Regions from separate parts of the Gossypium arboreum genome. Here region 1 is linked to region 2. The links are chromatin contacts, called in public Hi-C maps. All regions are on one chromosome and are shown on one strand. Each heading gives the region's core, a stretch centred on a gene start, on an enhancer-like site or on the middle of the called end of the contact. The rest is flanking DNA. Distances are from core to core; before and after follow the strand shown.

Evidence for each region. A called contact is a pair of places that touch in the nucleus more often than the background predicts.
Region 1: a contact with region 2 is called in a Hi-C map of leaf, with 4 times the contacts expected there. The contact joins the promoter of LOC108480334 here to the promoter of LOC108483483 in region 2. A contact is called at or near these places in 3 of 5 Hi-C or Micro-C datasets (all in leaf).

What each region holds. Positions count from the first base shown.
Region 1 is chr1:100,403,588-100,406,508 of ASM2569848v2, reverse strand. It overlaps LOC108480334 (aldehyde oxidase GLOX1-like), which reads right to left and starts at 1,466. Exons shown (of 1, transcript XM_017783290.2): 1 at 1-1,466. The coding sequence starts at 1,156.
Region 2 is chr1:100,246,251-100,248,975 of ASM2569848v2, reverse strand. It overlaps LOC108483483, which reads left to right and starts at 1,285. Exons shown (of 1, transcript XM_017786919.2): 1 at 1,285-2,725. The coding sequence starts at 1,984.

The sequences.
Region 1 (2,921 bases), core at 217-2,716, 160 kb before region 2:
TCCGAGGGATCTTTGTTGGGTTTAGTATCTTGAATCGTGACTCGATTTCATTATCAGGCATGTATAACACTGGATTTAAGACCGGGTCCCTTCCTAAGTCCCATCCTGCTGACCCGGAACGTGCTCCGTTGATGACCAAAACTTTGCCGTTTGGAAGCAATACCATGTCACCCATGACTCTAGCTAAAGGCATAGTTTCCAAGACCCATTTTGGTTTCGGGTCGGTTATTGAGATCCTGGCGCAAGTGTTCAAGGCTTTAACGAACTTACCTTGTAATGCTTGGACAAATGATCCTTTTGGAGCACCCCCACAAACTAAAACTTCAGCTTGAATAGTGGCGGCTGTCAAGTTCTTCAATGGTAGCAATACAGCCGAACCTGTGCTTGGATAGCTTCTTGGCTCCCCACCTGGTATTTTGGGGTAAGTTTTCACCACCTTGTTGTTCACATAATCAAGCAAAATAGCTCGATTGTTGGCGAAAATGAACAGGTTTCCATCGACATTGAGAAAAACAAAAGGGTAGAGATTGTTCTCTACTCCTCGTTCATTGGTTTCCGACAGGAAATGCAACTTGAACGTGTCGGCGGCTATGTTTTTAGGAACAAACTCGTAATTAAATTGTTCTCGGCCGCCGACAACAATTTGTCTTCCATCTGGCAAGACATGATTGGTAGCATACCATCTTTTGGCCGCCAATCCATTTGGTGTTTCGTGCCAGTCGCAGCTTTCGCATGGGCTGAAAACCCTGACCCGAAGTTCTCCTTCGCTGAAACCACCGGTTTGGACCAATTTACCGTCAGGCATGACGCCGCCTGAAGAACACCAAACGTTGCTTTGGACAGTAAGAGCCCTGAACTTGTTGCTCAAAACATCATACTCAACTGAATGCGCCGTACAATCTACTTGGACAGCGGTGTTGGTTGGGTCATTGTGGCATTTCCCACTTGCCAATGGCAGAGTGGATGGGCCGAAATCAGTCCTATCATACATAACAACACGGTCATTTTTAAGGAGTTGCATGTGCATGGATGAGATGCCAATGCTTTTTTGTAGCAGCTGCCACCGGCCGTCGGCAGCAGTGGGGAGGATAAGGGGATGTGAGGCAAAGAGTAGAAGTGAGAAAAGAAATGTACAAAGGGTTGACATTTCTGCCATATGTTTAGCAGATGATATTATGGCTGCTTGTCAGCTTTGGGTACTCTTTTATAAAGGACTTGGTGAGAGAAGCAATGAAGGCTTTGAGATTTGAGACTCCCACACCATGTGGTCTTGCGTGGGATGCTTGTAGTGGTTTGTCTTTATGAAAACGATGGTTTAGTTTCTGGTTTCAAAATTAGGATATGAATGTTCCAAGTTTTTTTTTTTTTTTTTAAAATGAGATTGTTTGAATGATTAGCAAATGGATAATATAATTTTAGAGTTGGTAACTAAATTGACTTTGGTATTTATATTCTCTTTTCTTCTTCATTTCGTCTATTCAGTGATTGGTCAATAGGATTTATACTTGGAATTATCATTTAACTTAAAGCTAGGTTAATCGAGTTAATTGGTCCAAATGGTTATCGTTTTCCTTTTGTTGTTTATTTTGCCTTAAAAAAAAAGTTTATAATTAGATTTTTTAGGCTGGTATATGAACTTAATATTTTTAATTTGGTATTTAAATTTGTTTCAAGTCTAATTTGATATCTAAATTTTTTATGTTCAATTTAATACCTAAATTTATTAAATGTTATATAAATTACGTAAAATACTAATAGTGTTAAAATTTTTTGACTATGCCATAAAAATATTGTCAGTATTAGAGTAAATTCATGTAAAAAATAGATATTGAGCTATGCTTAATGAATTAATATTAAATAAAAAATTTTAAAACCACAAATTGAAAGGAATTCATTATTTTCAATTTATAAAATAAATAAAACTAAAAGTAATTGAACATAAAAATACAAAAAATATCATATTATCTATCATATATCGGATATATATTGATTATTTTTGTTACTACATAAAAAATATTTTTAGTATATTGGAGTAATTTGTAAAACATTTGACAAATACCAAATCGAAAAAAAATAGAATAAATACCAAATTAGAAAAAGGAGTCAAGTTCATGTACCAAATTAAATCCCCAAAAATTAAGTACCAACTTAAAAAAAAGTATTAAATTTATATACTAAATTAAAAAAAGATCGAATTCAAATACCAAATGTATATTAAGTGATTCTTTTATATAAAATATTTGATAAACTTTTGAATTAATCTTAAAGTAATCCTTGGGTTAACAATTCCTTCATTCCGATCTTAAATTAAATAATTATAGATATTTTCTGTACGTTGCTTTTGTCCAAATCGTATCATTTGTAGACTTCCAATGGAAAACATGAAAAAGCAATGCTTCTTTGTTTTAAATTCGAAAACATCAAAATAAAATTGGAACAATTTTAAGTATCAGAAACATTTTTAATAGAATGTCTTAAATTTCAATATAAAATATTTTAGAGATAATATTTAATATACCATTAATAAATCATATTAAATTATTTTATCAATAATAATCCAATGAAATTTATACATCAACAATATATCAAATTTGAATCTCACTCCCTTAAAAACAATCAATCGATATTCTACTAACTAAATTCTTGTTTAAGCATACGCTGGACCGGTAAAAGTTATAAATTTTGCCGATTCCATCCACCAATTATGAGCTGTGACAGTGGTCCGAGCAGTGGCTATAGTTTGGGTTTGAGTCTACATCATGCATTAACTAATCCACTGTGTTTCGAAGGTGAAAAGAAAAATTACAAAAGGTGATGGACCCTATTGACTTTCCTAAAGAATTAATGGCTACCCTGCAACTTAAATTGAATCAGAGTTATCTTTGGGTTGAATTTCTCATCTCTCTCTTTTTGTACAATGA
Region 2 (2,725 bases), core at 36-2,535:
TATAATAATGAAAAAAATATGATAATTATATTATTAAATGAATCTTACCTTGTGGAAATTGATAAGGGAAGTTTTCTCAAGGACGTAAAAATAGTAAGTGGTACTATGCTCGTGACTGAAGAAGGAGTATACAATTACCAATTTTAATTTTCTATGTTTTAGTTCCTCGGTACATCTCTCGGTACAATGTAGCCAAGACAATTGATCCTCAATTGAGTCGTTTGGCTTCTTTTAGGTCGATTACTTGTAGGAGTCACCCTAAATATACCAGATTTTGATATTTATTTGGCATCAGAAGACCCCCGATCAACCTCAATATGAATGCTTGAGTGAATTGTTTCTTTCAATCGCACTAGAAGAGCTGTTAAAACGTGAGAAATCTTCTAACCATTTCATATCTATCTGGTTACCACTAAACTTATTTAGCACATTGCCTAATCGTTGGTGGCAAATTGTGCTCCAATCAACAATACGCACTACCCCCGTAGCAATTGACTCATCAACTGATAGACTGAGTTGTAATGCTACATCCTCGAGTGTAATCTTACACTCACCACACGAAAGATGGAATGTGTGTGTCGGGTCTCTTTTTTTCCACCAAAGCACTGATAAGTGTGAGCTCCAATTTGGCCTTGCCGAGCATATGAGACACGTATAAGAAGCTTGCCTCTTCCAATTATTGTTTAATAACACATGGTGCTGTCACACTTAAATTGTGTATATTTGTTTCGGTAACCCGCTCTTCGTCCAGATTATATAAACATAAAAAAAATTTTAAAAAAAATTAATAACTTAATATTATTAATTAAAACAAAAATATAATAATATCTTTTTACTATTCGTAATTGGATATCAAAAAATATGTTTGAGATCTAAACGAATTAGAGGTGACATTTTAAAAATATTTAAGATGGTTAAAATCGAAAGAAGAAAATAGTTGAGAAAGTTGAGAGAATATGATTGAATGAAAAAAAAAATTAAAAGTGTAAAAAGATATATATAGGAAAAAATTGTAGCCATTGAGGTTTTAGCTATTGGAGTTTTTTTTTCCAATAGCCCTTGATCCCAACAGTATTGTTGACGATCCAACGGTTAATATATATTTTCATTTTTAAGTAAATCAGACGGATGCTGCGTTGCAAAAATACACTCTAAAAAAAAAAAAAAAAACTACTTAAAAATATTTTCAAACCGGATATGCCTGATTTTACCGTTATCCTTCCTAAAATACAAACAAACCAATCCTTTTTAGTTGTGATATTAATTTATTTGAAATTTGAAACAGAAATGTGTTATTATATCCTGTTAATAGAATATTGGGTTAAGACTGAGTTTAGCTGAGATTTAACCTTCCTTGATGATGTGACTTTACACTCTATATGATATTGAAGTAACAAACTACGAAATAATGATATAACGAAGGTTGCAATTCCAGTGATATAACAAAAAAGATAGGGCAGTTGATTGTAATTAGTGCACTTTTTCGCCTTAAAATAAGCCTCTTTTTGTTTTACAGACTCAAACCTCCAACCAACCATTACCCTCTCTCTTAACCATTTACATTTAAATTTCGTCCCCGTTGAACGATCCTACACAATAACCAAGCTATTTTTCAAACCAAAACTCTGCTTTTTTGTGGGGTTTCCTTTGTTGTTGCCCCCACACCCTCATCATCATCTGAACCAGAAAAAACCAATTTTGAAACAAAAAAAAAACCAACAAACATTTAGAAAAGAAGAAAGAGCTCTTCATCATCATCATCATCATCATCATCATCATCATCATCAATCTCTTCTCTCCATTCCCTTTATATAAAGCAAAAAAAGAAAAAAGAAACCCATATTTTTTTCTTTTTCTTTTCTTGGTCCCTCATTTCTCAAATCTTAAGCTTTGGTTGATTGGCTTTGGTTGGCATTTCCTTCTTCAGTTTTTCCGAGGATTAGGAGAAAAGAGAGGGAAAAAAACGTTTAAGGGTAGGAGGAAATGGCGACAAGAGGGAGTAGATCAGAGAAGGTGAAGAGGATTTTTCAGCAATTCGATAACAACCGTGATGGGGGTCTTAACAGAGATGAAATGGCAGCGTTGGTCGTCGCCGTTAACCCCAGAGTCAAATTCAGCGACGAACAAATCAACGCTATTCTCGACGAAGTCTTCCGGACCTACGGGGAGTTCATTGACGGCGAAAAGGGGTTAACTTATGACGGCTTGTTGAGAACTTATGACGATGGAGCCGGTGACGTTGACCGTGACTTCGATGCGCTGGGTCTCGAGCTCTATCCCGATGAAAACAAAGGCGCATCCATCGTCTCCGAAGCATCTTCTTCGTCGATTGCGGAAGAGAGAATAACGGAGTCACAGAGGAAGCAACGGACGACGGCGTGGGCCGGGTCACCGCATCACGAGATAGTTTTCGACGACACGTGGAAACTGGTGGACGAATTGGAGATCTTGTTGAAGAGATTGCAAGCAAAACAAGCAAAAACTGGGAAATTTAAAAGCGACAATTTTGATGCGTATTCGGATGCGGGGTGGTCGAGGGAACTAGGACCCTCTGCAGAGCTTTCAGAAAAAAGGGTATATTGGGAAGAAACGGGTCCTGATTATGGCATTTTTGTCAAGGAATTGGGAGCTTTAAGGAGTAGAGCCGATGGGGCAAGGTCAAGAGAAGAAGCATTTGATGGACAAATGGCTATTGGGAGGGTTTTATATGAGCATCAGTTGTTTA